Regions from separate parts of the Mus musculus genome. Here all the other regions are linked to region 2. Evidence: chromatin contacts called from public Hi-C data. All regions are on one chromosome and are shown on one strand. Each heading gives the region's core, a stretch centred on a gene start, on an enhancer-like site or on the middle of the called end of the contact. The rest is flanking DNA. Distances are from core to core; before and after follow the strand shown. Region 1 has its middle 26 kb from the start of Gm32590. Region 2 overlaps Pard3 (par-3 family cell polarity regulator). Region 3 has its middle 31 kb from the start of Gm32590.

What was found. A called contact is a pair of places that touch in the nucleus more often than the background predicts.
Region 1: a Hi-C map of the N1E-115 cell line shows a contact between it and region 2, with 5 times the contacts expected there. The contact joins two enhancer-like sites. A contact is called at or near these places in 3 of 484 Hi-C or Micro-C datasets (the N1E-115 cell line, nephron progenitors and ventral hippocampal neurons).
Region 3: a contact with region 2 is called in a Hi-C map of the MNK3 cell line, with 2.7 times the contacts expected there. The contact joins two enhancer-like sites. A contact is called at or near these places in 13 of 484 Hi-C or Micro-C datasets (B cells, LSK cells, the MNK3 cell line and 8 more) and 3 of 115 datasets of contacts at active chromatin or transcription factors (bone marrow-derived dendritic cells, double positive thymocytes and fibro-adipogenic progenitors).

What each region holds. Positions count from the first base shown.
Region 1 is chr8:127,778,192-127,780,909 of GRCm38.p6, reverse strand. No RefSeq gene overlaps it. Among named protein-coding and RNA genes, the nearest start is that of Gm32590, 26 kb to the left of the region's middle. Within about 2 kb of position 1,454, at least 10 of the 459 cell types and tissues checked have an H3K27ac peak or open chromatin away from gene starts, as enhancers often do. A contact at or near this core is called in the N1E-115 cell line, where this site is marked.
Region 2 is chr8:127,591,587-127,594,599 of GRCm38.p6, reverse strand. Pard3 (par-3 family cell polarity regulator) reads right to left here. Exons shown (of 25, transcript NM_001309391.1): 23 at 1,419-1,539. Among named protein-coding and RNA genes, the nearest start is that of Gm32478, 37 kb to the left of the region's middle. Within about 2 kb of position 1,664, at least 9 of the 459 cell types and tissues checked have an H3K27ac peak or open chromatin away from gene starts, as enhancers often do. A contact at or near this core is called in the MNK3 cell line and the N1E-115 cell line, where this site is marked.
Region 3 is chr8:127,835,636-127,838,335 of GRCm38.p6, reverse strand. No RefSeq gene overlaps it. Among named protein-coding and RNA genes, the nearest start is that of Gm32590, 31 kb to the right of the region's middle. Within about 2 kb of position 1,270, at least 11 of the 459 cell types and tissues checked have an H3K27ac peak or open chromatin away from gene starts, as enhancers often do. A contact at or near this core is called in the MNK3 cell line, where this site is marked.

The sequences.
Region 1 (2,718 bases), core at 205-2,704, 190 kb before region 2:
TCTCCTCACCCTTCTTCTTTCTCTTCCTCTTCTTTTACTTGTGTGTGTGTGTGTGGAGGGGTATGCACATGTGAAGTACCATGAGTATGGAGGTCAGGAAGTCAATTTGTGGAAGTCACTTCTCTGCTTCCTCCATGTAAGTCTCAGTGACTCAATTCAGATCATGTTTGTCAGCTTGGTAGGTTTACCCACGCTCATGGCTTCAATATGCTTGCCTCAGGGAGTAGCACTATTTGGAGGTGTGACATTGTTGGAGTACGTCTGTCTCTGTGAGCGTGGGCTTTAAGACCCTCATCCTAGCTGCCTGGAAGTCAGTCTTCCACTAGCAGCCTTTGGATGAAGATGTAAAACTCTCAGCTCTGCCTGTGCCATGCCTGCCTGGATATTGCCATGCTCCTGCCTTGATGATAATGGACTGAACCTCTGAACCTGTAAGCCAGCCCCAATTAAATGCTGTTTTTTATAAGACTTGCCTTGGTCATGGTGTCTATTCACAGCAGTAAAACCCTAAGACACCCGCCTAACTGTCTTGGCTCTTGAGTTTCATTATGACATCATTCTTCTGTTCTCAATGACCCTCTTCCTCTTCCCAACTTTCAACTTCAGCTTCCATGCCTTTGTGTGTGCATGATTCAATAAGTTTAATTGGGGTTGCTTTGTAGTGTGTGTCAAGGTTTACTTATAAGCGCATAGGCAACATATGATGGCTGCATCATTGAAGAAACTGACTCATGGGTTCTTATCAGACCTCACCACACCTCCAATTCTCTGGTCCTTTCTCTCCTTTTCATTTGCATGCACCCTGTCTTATAGCCAAGCTCAACTACATAGAAATGAGGTTGAAGGTGTGCTACATGGAAGTCATGGGGCAAAGCTCACACAACAAAGTGTGGTGGGGATTTTTGTAGTGTGTGAGAGAAATCAAAATGTTGTGAGAAAGGGGAGTGATGAAGGGGAATGGTTCTTGCACAAAAGGTTGAGGAATAATGGAGAGGAACAGTTCTATCAGAGTAAGCTGATGAACTTCCACAGTGCAGCTCAGGCTCCTGGCTCACAAGGGGATTTTAAAGGGGGAAGGTATTAAAGTAATTCTGATGCCTGCTGAGCTTTGGGGCCTCAGAGCTGCCCAGGAAACACCCTAATTAACAGAAGTGTTAAGATTTCCTGTTGGGTGTGGTTAAATCAAACCAATGCATAATAAAAGAAACCCTTGTTTTCTGGGATCATGGCCTTATTCTAAAAGACCTCATCAGTGGATACCGAGAAGCTATCCCAAAGATGAGATCCGCTCTGTTCTTGAATTAAAAATTATGGCCCATGAATTGTAAAGTATAACAATAGCTGCAATAAAATGACTGAGAAACCCAAATTCATCTAATCACGCATCCATCTGGCTCATTCAAGCACACACAGTGCACAAAAGACTATGGTTGCTGCCTGCCTTCCCTCTGCTTTCCCTGAATAGAGTGTCAGGAGATCACCATCAAACCCTGTGATAAACACTCACATTTCCACAAATGTAGATTGTGTTTTAGAGAGATCAGCTTTAAATTAGTTTATTAAAATAGGATAAAACCCAGAAGTCTAAAAGAGCAGCGTTAATATTCTGCTCAAATCATCTCTTGATTTCTGTTTCGAAGGGCACTCACTGTAAGACAGCCTGGTTTTTATTACAGTGAAGAAAGGGACTCCTTCCATTAATCAGACAGAGCCATAAAAACAGGTTTCTCTAAAAGCCGATGCCTGACAAGTCCAAGTGCAAAGTTTGATTTTGTGAGAAGGTAAAGAATCTCTTTAGAAATATTATAATCAATTCTGAAAACTTAATTTTTTTTAAAGCTCCGTGGCATTTTAGCTATTGTGATTTCAATACCAAATGTTCCTCCAAGTGATCTTATTCTGTCTCGTGGAAGAAAATGAACTATTTAGCTCCGTGCTTAATGGCTAACTCCATTCAGTGTATCCATTAGGGCCATCCCCCAGACAGCTCTGATCGATACATCTGGTTATGAACCAGAGGTCCTTGCAGCCAGCGATACTCAGTGGAGATAAAGAGCTGAGGGCCCTGGGTGATTGATGCTTTCACAGCAGTGTCCTGACAGGTGAAGCTCCACAAGGCAGAGTAGAAAACCATATGAAGGCAACCAATAGGTCTTGGGGGAAAAGCTGGCCAGCTTGGCCAGGAGTCCCAGCTGAGAGTCAACAGAACTGAGCCCTGGTGCTGCCCCTGGGATTTCCTGTGGAATCTGGACTCTGTCTACATCTTCTGTGACAAAGAAGTTCCCTGATCCCCAGGGACTCTCTTGGAATCAGGCTATGGAGTGCTTCCAGTAGGGAGTCACAGGGGTGCTAATCAAGGAGGCTGTTCTCCCTGCACTCCTCATTCCTACCCTGCAGATTGCTCTGACTGGCAGCTGTGACCTGCATCCTTATGGCAAGCACAGCCTTCCAGGTATTTGGACATATTCTAAGAAGCTCTAGCTCAAATCCCAGAAGGGTAGCCAGCAATTAGCAATGGCAAGGCCTTATCACTAAGAGCCTTCCAGTGTGACAGTCTCACTCATGCATTTGAATAGACAGGTGTGCAGCCATGCGAACATACTCCCCTCATCTAAGTGGCAGAGTAGAAAGGGAATTCCAAATATTGTACAATTTAACTGGAGAACTTTGAAGCTCATTAAAAATGTGAAGAATTGAAGTCACAGTGTTCGTAAGAAA
Region 2 (3,013 bases), core at 415-2,914:
CTATCTTGGTCCATTCTTCTCTCAAACCAGCCACCTGTCAGATTCACCTCAGCTGGGAGGTCCAGCCTTCCTCTGTCAAGGAGGACCATGTGCCTAACTCAAGTCTTTTCTAACATCATTCTTCCTCCAACCTATCCAGAAATCTGGTACAATGCATTTTATTCCAAGAACTGTTTTGAAGGGACTCATTAACCTCTGGGCATGGCTCCTCAGCTTCTGTGCCTCAAGTACAAGGACAGCACAGCTGCCCCACTATAGTTCTTAGGCATCTGGCCATTCTTACATACTCTTGAGCTACTGGGGTGACCCAACTTCTAGCTGCACAGGTCCCCCTACTCAGACTAACTAGCTCTGACCCCAGAATTCTCATCAGGACTGAAGCACATCCTGGCCTTTTACCTGTTGGTCTCTCCCATCTCAATCAGAGTTTCTCTAAAAATTTGTTTCCTTCTCTCTTAGTCCTCCAGACAGTCAATGGGGGTGGACCTACCACCAGGGCTTGAAGTTTTAAAGCCCAGAGGGGTGTTTGCCTCTGTGAGCAGCTCTTACTGACTCATTCCCACCCTCCCCAGAAAGCCTTCCAAACAAACCTTTCCTGTCTACAACCCCTACTCTTTTGCCATCTCTCTACCCAGATGTGCCACCAAGTTTCACAGATGCAGGACACAGGAGTAGCAGCCACAGTTTTGTTCTGTGGAGATCACTGAAATGGCCGCACATGGGATGGATGAGAAGAGAGGTGAAAACAGACAAACAGGAATTCGACAAATACTTGACAGGACTGGGGATGTGGCTCAGTTGGTAGAGAGTGCTTGCCCAGGATGCGTGAAGTCCTGGGTTTGATGACCAGCAACCACAGCTAACAGGCATGATGATGCATGTTTCTGTTTCCATGGGAAACAGAAGCAGGAGGATCAGGAGTTCAAGGTTATTCTTGACTATATAGATGGGGGATGGAAATGGGGGTAGCCTGGGCTATATGAGGCCCTGTCTCAATAAAACATAACAGAACAAAACAAAAAGTACCAAGGGAGGTTAGAGAACAGAGAATTACCAATTTCTGTCTCAAAGACACAAAGGATCATGAGCTGAACTTACGTTGGCTCTGCTCTACGAAAAGGCATTGAGTAAACCTAATAGCAAATGCAGTGGATAGAGAGCAGACATTCTGTGGTGGTGTCTCATCATACAGCTATTTTGAACCTATTACACAGCAGACAGATGGTAGAACAAGATACAAAATGAGATTAGCAATGATGGAACCCAGATGGAAATGAGGGAAAGGTCAGAATGCTAAAGGTCAGAGGGATTTGGCTCCATCTTGTCTTATTTCATAAAGGACTGAGGTCATAGCTCAGGGGCCTCTCTTTCAGGGCAGCTGTTAGCCTATTTGCTGGGCAGAGGGACCAAACACTCACCCAAGATTGCTCAAAGCTGTAGGTACGGCGCCGGTCTTCCACATCCTCATCCTGTTTGGCTTGCTGGAACTCTTGCCGTAGACGCTGTATCCGGTCATGGTTGCTAGGAGTGGATCGATTGCTAAAAGAGAAGGGGCAACCGTGAACACCCTCAAGAAAAAGCAACCATAAATCACAGTTGGGGGAGGGGGGCAGGGGGAGGAAGGGCAGCTAGCTGTGGAATGTTGCTCAAACAGGAAGTGGATTTTTACAACAGAATCTGGGCATCTGAAATGGCCATTTGTTCTCAGGACTTAGGCTCACTGCGGCTATACTGGCAGAGCTCTGAGAGAGTGAACTGTGTTTGGAGAGAGAGACCTCTTTTCAAGGTCTCACTTCCTTTCTATAATCTGGTTAGGTGCTGGTGGCAAAGGTTTGGAAGGATGTGGCTTTGGTCATCAGAACAATTAGGGTCCAGACCAGTTCCTCCAGCTCCCTAGCCCACAGCACGTCATTCTTCCTTGACTTTTACATATGAAACAGAGATAATTATCTTCTATAAATACCATCCTAATCAAGTGGCATGACACTAACCTCCCCCCAACAAACAGCAACAACACTCAGCCTCACAAGCCAAATGTAGCATATACTGAGGGTTCTGATGTCTGTGTGGGAAGCCGAGGCAGGAGGATCGAAAGTTCTCTTCATGCCTGAGCAGTTTAGTGAGATTCTGTCTCAAATTAAAAATCATACCAAAAATTAAACGAAGCTGGAGATGTGGCTCGGGGGTACAAAGCCAACCTAGCATGTTTTCTCTGCCGAGTTGCAAACCATAAATATATATGCACCTGTGTGGGTATCTCTGTGCATACATGATTGTATGTTTATGCATATATGTATCTATGAATGTACAGATGTTCATGTGTGTAGTATGTGCATGTGAATACATGTGTGAATATGTGCATGTCCTTGCTGATATGCAAGACTGTATCATATCGCTATTTCATCAGCTTCCTGTTCACATGTCATCAAGGCCACACACAAGATATGATTTTCACAGTATAATGAGAAAAGTAGAAAAATCAAGTTAAGGTAGTGTTTGAGCAAACCACTTGCTTAAACAATGATTCTTTCATCATTTTGTACAACACTGAGCTTCCCTTTGTAGTAAGAACAGCTGTAAAGATTGGTAGAGAAGGCAGTTTCCCCTCACCTCACCAAATGTGAAAACTGACATTTTAAGGGGGTGACTGGCAAATGTTTTGGTTGGATTGGTCTGAGAACATGAAAGTTAACAGGTCTGTAAATGTACTGTTTCGAATCAGGTAGCTGTTGGTGCAGTCTCAAAAGTTCCCTCCTGCTTCTGAAGCATGCAGGTCACTATTCCTACTGGCTTTTTAAAATAGAGATATAGCTGACTCTTGTTCCAGGATATTAGCACTAGCTACCAGCCTACAGTTCCTTCTCTTCCATACCAACACTGACTGTCTAGGCATGCTATGCACATATTCACACACGTATATGCATGCACATACCACACACACACAAAACACATCGAACATCCATACATTCACAGATACATACATGCATAAACACTATGCTAGATGCCAGCATAG
Region 3 (2,700 bases), core at 21-2,520, 240 kb before region 2:
CTGCAATTATGTTTGGGATCCTCACCTTTATCTTTAAGCTTGGAGTCTATAAGGAAAATATGCCAACAATTGCTTCTGCCCTGGCAGATAGACTCAGATTCACACATTCACAAAACCCACTTGTTAAAGGCTTCCCATTAGAATTTTTAAATGTCAAATTCATTATAACTGGCAAGATCTCCATAATCTGAGTTTTGGGGTCCAAGTCTCTGAAACCTCCCCTTCCATTCCAGTGGTCAGTTTCTTTCTGACCATTGCTTATATCAAGTTCTTCCCAACCCAAGGGTTTTACTCGATAGTCTCTTTGCCTGGTAGACTCTTCATAGAGCTTTGCATGGCTCACTTTTTGGTCTTTTGTTCTCAATTCCCATACTTACCTGACCCTGAGCTCTGTCTTCCCTGGCATCACTTAATTACCCACGTGTTTATTTGTTCATTTATGCATTCACTTTCTTTATGTCGATGGCCCATATTAGGCTGAAACAGTAAGAGCCAGCACTGAGTCATACTCCTCAGATATTGCTTGCACATATGTGTAAGTGTGTACATGTGTGTGTTCTTCCCTTCTTATAACATCTGTCCCTGGACTTAAGATCACCCTAACCCTATATGGCACAATAATTTATAATATAGTTTATGACATCATCATAATTATGACCTCATTATAATTATGACCTCACCATAATTTATCACCATAATTCATGACCTCATTATAATTCATGACCTCATTCTGATCATAACCATATCATGAGTTTCAGACCACAGTGTAACTCATGATCTCATTGTGACTTTGTGACCTCATTGTGATTTCATGCCATTGTAATAATGACTTCATCACAATATATGACCTTCATTGTGACCTTATGACCTCATTGTAACTTTATGATGTCTTCATTTCCAACTGAGGCCATAGTATAAGGCACAGGTCTAAAGATATCATTTATAGGAAGGCAGACCAAGCCCATAGCCATAACTGATTATTTTAGTCACCAGGAACCACTGAGAAGAGAAACCAGACCTGTTGATGTGGTTTTGGATTTATGCCACATGGTGTCCTCATGGACACAACAAGCAAAGAGGTCTTTCCCTATGTTCTATATCATTCATTGTATTAGTTACTTTCTCATCCCTATGACAAAATACCTTCTAACTTCACACAATTCAGTTTCTCATGATGGAGAAGGCTTGATCCAGAAACAACATGGCCACAGAGAGATGGGGTAGAGCTCCCAGACGGGGCAGAGAAAGAAGACAGACAGAGCTAGGCCAGAAGCTGGGGCTACCCCCAGTGACCTATTTCCTCTAGCCAAGTTCCCGTGTCCCAGAGCTCTCATAACCTTGCAAAACAGCTCCACCAGCAGGAGACCAAATTTTAAAACATAAGAGCCCATGGGAGACATTTTAGATCCAGTAACATAACACTTACCAGCTTCAGCCCCTGGGATTCAGGAAGAACATGCAGTAAAGAGGTCTCCAAAGTAGTCAGTAAAGGTGCTGAGGAAGGGAAAGCAAGCATTTATGTGGGGAAAAACTGCATGGGGGTGTTAAAAAAAAAGTAGTGAATGCTTTGATTTGATGATTTTTAAATTTTATTTTTATCTTACATGTATAAGTGTTTTGTTTATAAACACTCATGCCTGCTGTCCATGGAGGCCAGAAGAGGGCATTAGACTTCTTGGAACAACAGTTACAGATGGTTGTGAGCCAAAATCACTCACTCTTTCTTTAAGTTACTTTTGTCAAGTTCTTTTTCGCCACAATGAGAAAAGAAGCACATACCCTCGAAACTGGAGAGATGGCTCAGTGGTTAAGAGAACTGACTGCTCTTCTAGAGGTCCTGAGTTCAATTCTCAGCAACCACATAGTGGCTCACAACCATCTGTAATGGAATCCGATGTCTTCTTCTGGTATGTCTGAGGAGATCGACAGTGTACTCTTTAAAACTTTTTTAAAAAGAAAGAAACAAACACACACCATACAGAAGACTTCATCTCAGTGGCCCCAAACTATCCTGATACATGTGTTGTGTGATACCAAATGTCCAGTCATCATCCCAGTGTTATATGAGTGTAGCATGGGAGATTAGGGGTGCAGCTGTAATACCTGTGATACCATGGTGACCAGACCTCTCTCCTTTGGTGCAGCCAGCCTTTGAATCTCGACTTTGGCACACTAAGGATAACAGAAACCTCATGGTCCCCTTCCCTGTCTTGACTGTCATGGAATCAACAGTACATAGAAGCCTGCCAGCCACCTGAACTGTGTCTGTTGAGGCACATCAAAAGAGGCCACTGATCAGTGATCTGTAACCACACTTATACCCAACTTCATTATATAACAACTCTGAGACTGGATTAGTATGAATAGTTGCCTAGGCCAAAAGCTTTGACTCTAGCTAGCTCATAACTTAATTATCTTATCACATTGATTGTATTCTTAGTCCCACCATGTGGTTGATTACCTTGCCTTAGTTTCATGCAACCATCTTCCTCAGAGTTCAGGGTGAATATTCTTTGCCCTGTCTCTATCCCAGAATCCTCTCTCCCTACTGCATGTCCAGCTTTTAATCTTGGCTTAGCTCATTGGCCATAGGCTTTTTATTGACAGTTGATGCCTCCAGACAGTGCACAAGAGATTCTCTCTACAGTGATCATGAAACACAGGTTCACTCCACTCCTGGACTAGGAAGACAAGGACTCT